Linked DNA regions of Danio rerio: region 1 is linked to region 2. Evidence: chromatin contacts called from public Micro-C data. All regions are on one chromosome and are shown on one strand. Each heading gives the region's core, a stretch centred on a gene start, on an enhancer-like site or on the middle of the called end of the contact. The rest is flanking DNA. Distances are from core to core; before and after follow the strand shown.

The links. A called contact is a pair of places that touch in the nucleus more often than the background predicts.
Region 1: a contact with region 2 is called in a Micro-C map of caudal fin, with 7 times the contacts expected there. The contact joins the promoter of add2 here to the promoter of neff1 in region 2. A contact is called at or near these places in 2 of 18 Hi-C or Micro-C datasets (caudal fin and hematopoietic stem cells) and 1 of 4 datasets of contacts at active chromatin or transcription factors (embryo).

The regions. Positions count from the first base shown.
Region 1 is chr5:14,532,185-14,538,820 of GRCz12tu, reverse strand. It overlaps add2 (adducin 2 (beta)), which reads left to right and starts at 4,246. Exons shown (of 14, transcript NM_001365435.1): 1 at 4,246-4,412. figla (folliculogenesis specific bHLH transcription factor) reads left to right here. Exons shown (of 4, transcript NM_198919.2): 4 at 1-218.
Region 2 is chr5:14,380,655-14,388,130 of GRCz12tu, reverse strand. neff1 (neuronal intermediate filament family member 1) reads left to right here and starts at 3,958. Exons shown (of 4, transcript NM_199534.1): 1 at 3,958-4,755. The coding sequence starts at 4,012. LOC141385775 (a long non-coding RNA gene) reads left to right here. Exons shown (of 3, transcript XR_012406752.1): 3 at 2,186-2,250.

The DNA.
Region 1 (6,636 bases), core at 2,997-5,496, 150 kb before region 2:
TCTATTACGAAAACCGATGAAACGTCAGGCATGACAGGACTGATGGTTAACTTTTCCGAGCTGCCATGAGGGTTTATTTTGTTGTATTATTTATTTTTTTTTATAAGGGTAAACTCCTTTAGAATATGTGAGGAAAATGTAAATGAATTTTAGTTTGAGTCTTTGCAGCTGCTTTATGTTTGCATGTGTACTGTAAATAAATTGTACATTTATCGTAATCTCGTTTTGACCATTTTTTACAAAACATGAATGCCGGGTTAAAAGGCATAGAAATCAATGACACCTTGGTTGCTGGAAGGGCATCCGCTGTGTAAAACATATTCCGGAATAGTTGGCAGTTCATTCCGTTTTGGTGACCCCTAATAAATAGGGGACTAAGCCAAAGGCGAATGAATGGTAATTTTGTACATTTAAAGGGCACCTATGATGAAAATCATCTTTTGTAAGCTGCTTTGACAAAACTGTGTGTAGTGTGTCTACAGTCATATTGGAGTAATATAAAGAAGTCTCTTTTTGTATTTTTTTTTTTATTAATTTATTTTTTTATAATTACCTGACGTTAAAAATGAGGATCCAAATCCCTCTCATTTTGAGGTCCACCTTAACGTGACCTATAGAAATGCGGTCTCCCTGGCCAACGTATTGATTTACAGCCGCCAACTTGTCAAAACGTTTGTAAGCATCGCAACAAAAAAAATCTGTCACACCTTTACATTTAAAAAAAAAACTGATCACACTTTTTGATGTTCATTTTGTTGAATTTAAGTGACATTGCATCTCAATGCCAACTAATTCTCATTAAATTATAAGTAGACTGTTAGGTTGGGGTTAGGGTTAGTGTAAATTGACATGTACTTGCAAAGTTTCTTATAGTCCTTTAAATGTCTGTTGAAGAAGCAGTATCAACAGATCTAAGCAGACAGTCTACTAATACTCAAAAGGACCATCGAAATTGTCACTAAAATATTAGTTATATGCAAAAAAACTAAGGATTTTTAGAACAAAAATAATTGAATGGTTTTTTATAGACTGTGCAGCCTCGAGATACAAATTAATGACTAATGTAATAAATTAGTCATACTAAATGTCTTATTTATACTTTGCCACCATTGTCACTGGAGTTTCTCGATTTGACAGTATTTACCTGTAACTTTTTAAAATGTTTCTTAAAAGAAGTCTATTATGCAAAAGTCACTTTTGTAATAGGTTTAAAACAGTTGTGTGGGAACAGTCTTTGAATATAGCCTGCATTTAATGGTAATAAATTAAGCACACTTCATAAAAAGAGTCTGCAAATCAGTGTTTGATTGACATTCTGCCTTTGTAAAGCTGCGGTCACATTAGAGTTTGAGCATGCGATATTCTGTCATGCGGCGCTTTGAAAAGGGGCGGGATTAAACAAGCTTATTAAACATTTTAAAAAGCGAGCGATTGCTCCATGTTTTAAATTTCTGTCCAGAGATGTCATGTTTTGAACCTCGATTGTTCTCACGCAGTCAAGTGATGCGATTTCGCAGGTCAGAGTTCACCAAGCTTGAACATCGCACCGCAGCAACCTGCAAAACTTGAAGCATGGCTCCGCGTTCCGGTCTGACGCATTCGCGTGTGCATGAATGGAAGTCTATGGGAGGAAAAGCCCAGTGTGACCGCAGCTTAAAGCCTCCTCCTTTCCACTGAACACGACAAGCGACAGACCGGAAGTCATTCATTTCCAATGGAGAGCAGTCCGGGAGCTGCGTTGAGTTCCAATCATCTCCGTATGCGGAAAATTCGGATCCGAATTGAGCTGCGGATCCGTTGAAATATTTGAACTCTTGTGACTAGACCGTATGCGACCTGCCGACCGGATATGATGTATTCCAGTGTTGTCCAAGCAGATCCATGCGCGCAAGATGAGAAATAGGAGTTTATTTGGTATTTTTTTTTTATTATTAAAAAGTCTATATTGTAAAAAAAACTTTTCTGTTCATAAATGTAAGTAAGAAAGTAATAAAATTATATATTTTTAATGTTGTCTTCACAATCCATCCAATATTTTAACGGTCTATGAGTTTCTAGTATTCATTCATCCATTAAACTATGTAAATGCACAGAGAATAAAGGCTCTTGCCCTCCTTTATTTCGGACACCGTGAGAATCAGCTTCTCCCTCGTGGTGCACGACAACACTGAAAATACTGTGCGGCTGCTACAAGGGGGCGTATTCCGACAGTCGTGTCCAAATGTTGTGTGCAGTGGAAAGGCGGCTTAAGTCTTCAGAGGGGGAATCCCCGCCCATTAGTGTTGATCTCTCCCTCATTAGCATACAACATAAGTCTTGTTTTTGAATCTACCCCTATGCTGACACATAGGCGTTTGTAGCCCCACCCTCTTTTAAAAAGAGCACAATCTCATTTGAATTTAAAGCTAAAGACAAAAATAAGACAATTTAGATCAAAGCCTGAAAGGGGCAGTTATAAATCAATATTAGTGTTGAGTTTTGAGCTGAAACACGCTTTGGAGACACCAGAGACATTTATTTTAAGTCTTGTAAAAAGAAGCATAATAGGTCCCCTTTAATTTGTAAAAGTCCATCTATTAGCTCAATGACAAAACTACCAGCATGGTTGAAGGTTAAATGCCTTTTTTCTTGCACTTATGAAAGTAATTGTCTTGTTTATTAGAATCTATTTATTAATATCTAGCTCTGAGTTTAATCTGACTCCAATTTTCTAGTGATCATTAGACTGTGTTTCTAATTGGTAAAGGATCACATCCATCAAAAGTTAGTAATTTTGTGTATTTAATTATTTCAGATACACTATACTTTCAGTTATTCTTTCATTTGGGACTAATTGTCTTTCTGAGTCCATGCGTGGACAATTTCACATGCCTTTCCCATTTGGGCTCGCCAGCGTGATGATTTGTAGGCAACTGTACTCTTACTCGGCCGCCTACTGCTTGCTCTGTTACAGAAAAGGTCTACCCAGTCTTTTACCATGCAACTTGCCAAAAGTGGTCAGAAAGCTAAAGGCCTACGAATAAGTGCTATCTGCTTCTTTATTTTTGATCCTCTGGTGTTTTACAGCCAGTGTGGATCAAACTAAAGGTCAACAAAAGTGTCCACAATTTGCTGGTAATAACAATTTCAGTGAAATTCAAAATATATCTATAACATTTTTATTTGACAGATAAAACTGAATAATGCCAATTACATAAAAAAACAACCAGAAAGCCAACGCAGGGATGACATTGTAAATACACAACATCCATTACTCATAGATAAATTAAAGAGTTAGAGATGCACACCTGACCAGAGAAGTACGTTGCAACATATAAGTGTCAGAGATGCTGCAACGGGGTCGCTTGGCTATGAGATACCAATGACATTTTTGCACATTTCGCTTTAAATATTCAACTCAAAAAAACATACAATAAAGATATGAAAAGCGTCACAAAGACCTCCGTCTGGTCATATGTTAACCTAAATACTAATCACCACCTGTGGTAAAACGTTCATAATTGACAGGCAATTTCACTCTTAAGTAGGACAGACTTTTCCCAAACTCAATAATTATTATAATAAAAGTGACCACTGAGACATTTGCACCAAACATGACAAGTTAAAAGTTATAGATTTACAGGATACACCATATGAAGAGGATAAAGATTCTGTGTGGACTGTCAGTGACCTGAGCTCTGAGTGAAGAAGTACAAGAGTGAGCAGAGAAGGGGGCACGTGATGGGTTACTGAGGCAGACTCATACAATTTCTTAGCAGTTCTATGTGTCTGATATTAAGGAGAGATTTAGCTATAGGGTGGTCAGAATATAAATAAAATATAATAAAATATGTGATTATTATAGATGTTTAAAACCCGTTTAAAATAATTTTAAACACCTAGTAAAGAACGAAGAGAAGAACATACATGTGACGCTTTTCCACACACCAGCTTTGTGTAATATCATGTAAGCACCGGCAGATGGAGGCACTGCCCGCGTCTTTTAATCCGCATCTGCATCATTCAGCGGGCAAACACATCCAGAATAAATAATCTGTGCTCCAACAAATCCACGCTAATAAACGCCCCACGTTGGATAAACCTATTTAAAATACATAAATGTACTCATTTCATCCGCTCCATGCAAACAAACTGAGCGCGCCTTTAAAAAAACGTGCCGGATCTGGATGTAGACGGTGAGGAGGTCATGAATCTGGCAGGCGTGGTCGAGGGCTGGTCCAGCCTGCAATAAACGTCAAAAAACAGAGGGGATGCAGAGGTCTAGGAAAACACAGACCCAAAACAACACCATTCACGCTGGAAAACAAGACCACTGATCGATCTCTTGGTGCTGTTTTGATCTCTTGGTGCTGTTTTAGATTCGTAAAGCGACTGTGCGCGTAAAGGACAAAGAGGAGAGAGGATGCTGTAAGGTGAGCATCTCTTGCCTCATTTCATATTGCATTCACTATTTCGAGCAATACTTGTCAAGATTATCAGGGGTTAAATAAAATAGTGAATGAATGTAATTTGGATTGTGAGCGTCAGTTTAACGATGACAGTGCGCTTATTTGAAGATGGCATGATGTTGTACGAGTGCACGAATGTAATGTGGGCTAATATTCATAATTACACTGTGATTTTGTAGCTATTACGAACTCTTAAATAGAATTGAACGTAATGCAAATGTTATATTACAATTATATCAAGGTGTGCGTGCTGAAATCTGAATATCACTAATAAACTCTTGTATTTTTTATTTATTTTTTTAATCCCAAGCCCTAGATTCTAGTTTCATCTAGGCGTTCGTGAATGTGCAGTACAATTGTATGACTCTAACTTTCAGGCGCCATGATATTTCAAATCTCGTGACTTGTAACCTTCTTTGCTCGCCAATCGTGATTTTTACCTCCAATGTTGAAGCAATACAACCAAGATTGCTTTGTTTTGATCATATTTTATTTCTCAAAACACGCCATGCACCTCTAAATTCTTCCAGTGTGGGCTGTTGTGTTGGTGCCCGGAGGCTGGTGCTGATGCTGCGGGCCTCGGGTTGTTGTTGCTAGGCAGCCGCGTGCAGGCCGCGCCGCGAAAGCACCGGCTCCTGCACAAAAGGATGCACTTTTCATGATATTTTATTAATGCATATGATTTATAAATGTGTTTAGTGTGTCGTTTGGTCAGTAAGGATGATGTGGTAGTCATTAGCGGATACAGCTCTCTCTTGTGCAGTTCAGAAGGTGTTGTTTTCTTCTGGAAGAGGTGGGCGTGACACATCTTTCCCCATGAAACATGGTTGTTGCTAGATCAGATACAGTTGCGGCCAGAAGTTGACGCAAATTCTTTATATTACATATTAAATTTTCCATTAATTTTATTTTATTTTCATCTACCCCAACCCTAAACCCAACGGCCATAGTAAGGTAAAAACAGTTGTACAGAGTATAATGTATGTTATTTATTAAATTTTCCAATAAACTGTATTTTTTAAACGTCGACCCCCTACCCCAATCATAAACCCAGTTGCCACAGTACTGTATAAAATATTAATACAGTGTTACAAAAATGATGCTGTATTGATTTGCATATCTGCAGCTGTATCCCATCTAGACTTTACCCTGAAACATGAGCCCTGGAGGGAAAGAAAGGGTGGCAGAGCTCTCTTTTCAGCTTTCTAAAATCCTAGATGGTAATAAGATGACCTTTTTTGTTAGGGTCAGTTGGCTTCTTCTCTTTTAATTATCTTGTCTTTTTGTGCATCAAGAGTTAATGGAAATTATCATAATGTATTCATTAAATGTGCAGCGGTTCAGTGAGGTTCAGCTGCAGGGGTGAAGGAATGGTTTGAAAAGGATGTGGGGGGAATTATTGAGTTGGCTGGGGTATGTAGTTGGCCTAGATCTTACTGCTTTTTTTTAGCACAGATTTTAAAAGTATTTAAGATCTCAATCTTTGTTGTGTTAAAATCAGGGAGTTACTTTTTTCAGCTAGACCGCCCTAAGAAAACTTTCATTTACAGTTGAAGTCAGAATCATTAGTGCCCCCCCCCCCCACACAAACACACACACAACCACACACACACATTTCGAAGCTTAACAGTTTTGATAACTCATTTCTAATAACTGATGTATTTTGTCTTTGCTATATGATGACAGTAAATTTTATTAGATAATTTTTTTAAGACACTTCTATACAGCCTAAAGAGACAATTAAAGGCTAAACTAGGTTAATTAGGTTAACTAGGCAGTTTAGGGTAATTAGGCAAGTTTATAACGATGGTTTGTTCTGTTGACTATCAGGAAAAAATAGCTTAAAGGGGCTAATAATTTTTTTAAAAAATTTAAAACTGCTTTTATTCTAGCCGAAATAAAACAAATAAGACTTTTTCCAGAACAAAAAATATTATCAGACATACTGTGAAAATTTCCTTGCTCTGTTAAAAATCATTTGGGAAATATTTAAAAAAGAAAACAAAATTCAAAGGGGGGCTAATATTTCTGACTTCAACTGTATAATGTATGCATGTATAAGTTTTAATGTATGCAGTATTGTTTTAAATCCACTATAATTAGTTTTAATTAACGTTTTGTAATAGTTTTTAGCTTTTATTTCTTTCGTAAATATGTTGATCTTTTTAATTTTAGATTAGTGTAGTTT
Region 2 (7,476 bases), core at 2,709-5,208:
TTTGATGGCCGCCTGTCATTTAAAGGCCAGATATCAAGCATCTGTAAAACTGCATTTTTTCATTTTAAAAATGTTGCCAAACTTCGGCATATGCTATCAGTGTCTGATGCGGAAAAGCTTATTCATGCTTTCAGGACCTCTTGATTAGATTATTGTAATGCGTTACCAGGTGGTTGCCCAGTTGGCCAAATTAACAAACTTCAGCAAGTTCAAAATGCAGCTGCTAGAGTGCCCTCTAGAACAAAGAAATATGATCATATTACTCCAGTTCTTTCATCATTGCATTGGCTCCCTGTTAAATATCGTATACATTTTATTGACTACCTACAAAGCCCTAAACGGCTTAGCTCCCCGGAGTGGAGCTCCTGCCTATTATAGCCCCTCAGGTACACTACGCTCAATTAATTCTGGACAATTTATAATTCCCAGAATATCAAAATCAACTATAGGCAGTAGATCTTTCTCTTATCTTATCTGGCACATAAACTCTGGAACAGCCTTCCTGGCACAGTTCGGGAAGCAGACACACTTTGGCAGTTTAAAACTAGATTACAGTTGGTCTGCATTATTTAGGGCAACCGGAGCAGGGAACACTTCCCTAAAGACATTATAATTTGAACGACATCTGCACTTATGTTAGTCTTTTTTAATTATTATTCCCGAGGTTTCCACAATCTTGGACCAGCTGAACAGCCGCTGTGGTGGTTATGGAGGAGTGGAGAGCAAGAGATTGATTCCTGTAAGACACCAGTAACAGACGAGTCCTCGCATTGGTCCTAAAGGGACAACCTGTTCACGAGCCGGTGACCTCTCCCACCTGCAGCTTCTTACCGATAGACGTCTAGCGTTCTCCAGCCTCCGGTGCCTAGACTGCAGCTTTGCACAAAATGTTTGGCTATAGAAATGGTCGTGCCCAACTGAGCTTGGTTTCTCTCAGGGTTTTTTAATTCTTCACTATCGCCAGTTTAGCTAGCATGCATGGTTCGGGACCTGTGGAGCTGCGCATCGATGGATTTGCTCTTCAGTGTTTGGACTCTCAGCAGTAAAAATTTAACCACACTGAACTGAACTTCAACACTGAAAACTGGACTGACACTGTTTCAATTTACTATAATCTTCTATGTAAAGCTGCTTTTGACAATCTACATTGTAAAAGTGCTGTAGAAATGAAGATTAATCGAATCTACTGGGATTTTCACGCACAACCATCTCTAGGGTTTACAGAAAATGGTCTAAAAAAGAGAAAATATCCAGTGAGCAGCAGTTCTGTGGGCAAAAATGCCTTGTTGATGTCAGAGGAGAATGACCAGACTGGTTCAAACTGATAGAAAGGCAACAGTAACTCAAATAACCACTCGTTACAACCGAGGTATGCAGAAGAGCATCTCTGAATGCACAACATCTCCAACCTTGAGGCAGATGGGCTACAGCAGCAGAAGACCACACCAGGTGCCACTCCTGTCAGCTAAGAACAAAACTGTGCAACAATTCGCACAGGCTCACCAAAATTGGACAATAGAATATGGAAAGATGTTGATGAGTCTCGATTTCTGCTGCGACATTCGGATGGTAGGGTCAGAATTTGCCGTCCACAACATAAAAACATGCATCCAGCCTGTCTTGTATCAACGTTTCAGGCTAGCGGTGGTGGTGTGGGGGATATTTTCTTGGCACACTTTAGGTCCATTAGTACCAATTGACCATCAGGTCAACGCCACAGCCTACCTGAGTATTGTTGCTGACCATGTCCATCCCTTTATGACCACAGTGTATCCATCTTCTGATGGCTACTTCCAGCAGGATAACCACCATGTCATAAAGCTCGAATTTTCCCAGACTGGTTTCTTGAATATGACAATGAGTTCAACTGTGTGATGCTATCATGTCAATATGGACCAAAATCTCAGAGAAATATTTCCAGTATTTCCAATATTTCCTTGTTGAATCTATGCCATGAAGGATTAAGGCAGTTCTAAAGGCAAAAGGGGGTCCAACCCGGTAATAGTAAGGTGTACCTAATAAAGTGGCCGGTGAGAACAGTATGAATATAAACCAATAAAATACATACATACATGTAATTATATGTTCATATTTCTCTCTCTCTCTCTCTCTCTCTCTCTCTCTCTCTCTCTCTCTCTCTCTCTCTCTCACTCTCTCTCTCTCTCACTCTCTCTCTCTCTGTCAGTATCCAGATAGAGACGGGACCTCAGAAAGCGCTGACTGAATCCAGAGACCCGCAGTGAGTCTCGGGGGGTTTGTGTGCTGTGATAGTGAGGTGTGGCTGTCCAATACTCATGACTCAGCAGCAGTGCGTGAAGAAAACACACTCTCATGTGCATTTTTGTCACACACAGCTTTGAAGCGTCTTCTGTGAGTGTTTGCAGATGCACAGTAGGGTCTGAGCTGAATGCAGAATCATGAGTTTGAGCCTATACGGGACTCTGCATCAAATCAAAGAGGGTCATCGGGGTGAGACCTCTATGTCTCATTCAGTATTCAGACACTGCAGAGGTTCAGCCTGCCACCCGCAGCACAACACGCACACACACAGACACTCCCTCCCACTGCAACATGCTTCAGTCACATGCAGACATGCAGCATATCTGCACACACATGTGAATGTATAGGGTATATTATCTCAGGATATCATTTATTTATAATTTTATTAATTTAATAACTTTTATTTCATCAATAATTTTGTTTATTATTGAGGATTGTTTTTGTTGTAGTTTTATCATAAATTTATTCATTTATTAATGTAAATATGCATTGCTGTATTAAGATTTGGTACTTAATTTTCATTTAAATAATAAACTATTGAAGAAAGAAAGAAAGAAAGAAAGAAAGAAAGAAAGAAAGAAAGAAAGAAAGAAAGAAAGAAAGAAAGAAAGAAAGAAAGAAAGAAAGAAAGAAAGAAATTTCATCTGAAATATTTGCATAAATATTTAGGAAATAATATAAATGTAATGTCCAGAACAGTTACTTTGATTTTGTTATTATTATTTTATTATCTTTATTTAATATTTGTATGTATTGTTATCGTATGAATCAGTGCTAAAATTTTATTTAAGTAATATAATATAATAGACAATATAAAAGATAATAATATAAAGAAAAAAATAATGGTTTAAGTTATTTTATTTTTATACTTTATTACTTTATACTCGTTTGGATAAATTCATTTTATTTATTTTTTTTTACTGTTTTGCATCAACAAGTTATAATTTTTTGTGCTTAAGTACTATTCAATACAATGTAAAAAGTATATTTAGTTAAAATTTTATTAGTAGTAGTAGTAGTAATAGTATTTTGTTTTTGATGTACTTGTTTAGATATGCATCTATTTTATTTACATTTTCACTTATGTTTTATGCATTATAATAGTATTATTTGGTGCTTAATTTATATTCAAATAATGCTAAAAACTATAAGCAATATGCACTTTCCAACAAAAATTTTAACTGTTGCACTTTCATTAACAACAAATATTATGAAGCACTTTATTAGTAATGATAAATGGGCATTTCAACTACACCACAAAATATATTCAAGTAAATATCCTGTATCTTCAGAACATTCTGGAAAGTGTCTCAAATTGCCTGCTTAATATTCAAGTGTATTAAAATCAATTTTAATTAATCACTGCTAGCTTTTAAAGTAATATCAGAAACTTTTGGAGGTCGACAGTTTGCAAAATTTGACCTTTATTCATCCTCGCTTCGCTTTTAGCGTCCGCATGATGCCAATCTCGCTCGCATGAAAAGCCGTTGAGTGGCCACAAAAGGCCTGGCGGTGAATGAGCGATCTCTCTCCCGGGACTCTGTGTTTTTGCTCAGGGTTGCAGGTTTCCCCCTCCACCAGCACCACCGCCCTGCGTCAGATGATGCGTTGCCTATAAAACCCGCCGGTGTGCCATCCCGACTGGCACTCTCACACACTCTCTCTTTCTGTCTCTGTCTTCCACGTCCACACACACTTCACTCACTCGCTCTGTGATCTCGAGCCTCCAGCATGAGTTACTCCGGCGACATCTACACGAGCAGCTCCTACAGGAAGATCTTCGGGGATGCGCCTCGCCGTGTGCCCGTGGGCAGCAGCCCATCCCGGGTGACGGTGAGTTACCGCTCCGCACCCCAGCAGCAGCAGCACCGCACCTACGGCTCTCCGTCCCCCATGATCACATCCTCCAGCTACCGGAGCAAACTCGCCTCCGGCCGCGGAGCTTTCCAACCGGACAACGTGGACCTGACGCAGACCACCGCCATCACCAACGAGCTGAAGATCATCCGCACCAACGAGAAGGAGCAGTTGCAGGGCCTGAACGACCGTTTCGTGACGTTCATCGAGAAGGTGCACAACCTCGAGCAGCACAACAAAGTTTTGGAGGCGGAGGTGGCTCTGCTGCGCCAGCGCCACAACGAGCCGTCGCGCCTGCACGACCTGTACGAGCAGGAGATCCGCGAGCTGCGCGCGCGCGTCGAGGAACTCGCGCACGAGAAGAGCCAGATGCACCTGGACTGCGTGCAGATGAACGATGCGCTGGAGCGCGTCAAAGACAAGCTGGACGAAGAGGCACGGGCTCGGGAGGAGGCTGAGAACAGCTTGAAGGGATACCGCAAGGATGTGGACGACGCCACCCTGTCCCGCCTGGAGCTGGAGAAGAAAGTGGAGTCGCTGCTGGACGAGATCGCGTTCCTGAGGAGAGTGCACGAGGAGGAGCTGCAGGAGCTGCAGGCATCCCTCCAGGCCACACAGGTACGAGAGCACTTGCGGATTATATGTATATATGTGCTAAAATCATTAATTAAATTTACTAATTGTTTTTAAAGGTAAGTGGTTGCAAACTATGTTTATGGGCTGTATTTAACTACCGTATTAAGTTGAACATTACTCAATTTAATTAGTTCAAATTCAGCCCATATCAATTGTTTGCTGCCACTTACCTTTAAAAACAATTAGTAAATCTAATGGTTCTTTTTTAAGTGTGCCAGACCAGCTAAAGACAATGAAATAGTTCCAAAAGTATATCTTAAATGGATAGTTCACCCTAAAAAAACTTAATAACCTCATTTATTTTCCTCAAGTGGTTTTAAACCTTTCTTTCTTTTGTTAGAAGAAGATATTTTGAAGAATGTTGGTTGCTGTGACTCATCAACTTTCTTAAAAATACTATGGAAGTCAATATGTGCCAGCATTCTTCAAAATATCTTCTTTTGTGTTCAACAGAAGAAACGAAAGTGAAGGGTAAGTAAATTATGATTTTTGGGTGAACTATCCCTTTAATTCCATTAAAAGAAAACTACTTTTAGATATAATACACTAAAATATTGAATCAATTGTTGCATTACACAAGAAATGCATAAAGTTAGAGAAAATATAGAAATAAAGCTCCAAAAATGCATAGAATTGAAATATTACAAACAGCCTGCTGTAAGTGATATTGAAATCACTCCTCAATAAACACATTTTCACTTCTGAAATAAGCTGTGGAATGTTTAAACGTGTACATCTTATTTGATGAAAAGCACAGAAATACTCTGTTTTCAGAAATCTTTAGTATACTATTATCATTATTATTTTATATCACACAGTTTTGCAGTGCCATTCACAACCATTTGATTTATTCAGTGGCATGAAGATGCAGATCAACATTTTAATTCATTTTAGAAGAAATAAATATAACCCATAACAAATATCCTGGATCTATTTAAACTGTTACCTTGTGATATTAAATATGAGAGAATGGACCATTAGTTTGCACTAAAGGAAGTCTTTTTAAAGGTCAAGCAATATCTTGCATTGCATAATTCATCTTATTCCAGATATAATAGAAGTGCTGTGTGTTGAGAGATGGTGTGGGCATGCGTATGATGACTGTGCAGTGTCATTGAGGGCAGTGTGGTGAATTTACAGCACTGCAGCTCAGACGCGGAGCTGAGACCCTGCACTGCAGCAGCACCTCCACTAAAATATGCATTTATAACACCATGCAGCTTTAACATCAACTGAAGCACAATTACTCAGACTAAAGAGAAGCTCTAAAGGAGGGATTCATGTATTAAATGTTGAAGTAAGGTGCTTGTGGATGGGATAATTTAAAGTTTTTTTTTTTTTTTACCTCTTGGCATCAATCAGATGACAATGCAGTAGCGCAGGATTTTAGGTGTGGCTGCAGCGGGACCCGCGGCACAACGTCCTTCACATTACACTGCATCATTTCACACTGGTACAGCTGCTGAAAATAAAAGTGATTCTGTCTTTTATTTGGTGGTAAATTCTCAGTATAAACAGTTCAACTTGAGCTTGAGTGAATGGAACTGACGTAAACTATCATGCATGGGTTGCTGTTAATGAATTGCATTTTTTTTCCATCTGTCTAAAATGCTGGGTTCCATACAATCGCTTTGTGCTAAGACGACATGAAGGAATTAAGTTAGCTTAGTTTTTACGAATTTAATTGGATTGAACATAAAACAATTAAGTTGTCCCCCCCAAAAAAAAACTCAAACAATGAGTTGTTTCAGCTCATTTTAAACAAGTAGTTTGAACAAGCATGAAAATATATATTTTTGAGTGTTCCTTGTGCTTTAACAAACTTGGTATGCACTCCATCATGCTGTGTCAACTTTATTACCACACTTTACATTCAAAGACTGATAAATAATAATAATAATAATAATATGGCAGCACAGTGGCTCAGTGGTTAGCACTATCGCCTCACAGCAAGAAGGTTGCTGGTTCAAGTCCTGGCTGGGTCAGTTGGCATTTCTGTAAGGAGTTTGCATGTTCTCCCCTAGTGGCGCCCCCAGAAAATTTTCTTAGGGGTGGCCATTTGAGGCCACACCAAAACTTGGGGAGGCAAAGAAAAAATAATTGTTTATGTAATAATTGTAATGTTATATTTTTGTTTCTGGTAAATGAAATAATGTGGTTCTAATTTATTTAATTAATTACTCTTAAAATATTGTAATTTATTGCAAATACAATTTATTGCAAATACATGTGCAAACCAAATAAAAATCAATATTTAGTTTACAAAAACAGACAAATATACAAACTGAACAAAACGCATTACTATAAACACACACTCATCATACAGACCCTAGTAATATAATTTATTTATATTCCTTTTGAGCCACAATATTATTAATACACCTACTTCTATCGATGTACACTTGAATTATTAGCCCCCATTGTTTTGTTTTTTGTTGTTTTTTTCTTGTTTTAAATATTTCCCAAATGACTTTTAACAAAGCAAGAAATTTTTCACAGTATGATAATAATTGTTCTTATGGAGAAAGTCTTGTTTGTTTTATTTCGGCAAGAATAAAAACAGTTTTAATTAAAAAAAAAAAAAATCATTTTCAGGTCAATATAATTAGCTCCCTTTTAGGCTATATTTTATTTCTATAGTCTACAAAACAAACCATCGTTATACAATAACTTGCCTAATTACCCTAACCTACGTAGTAAACC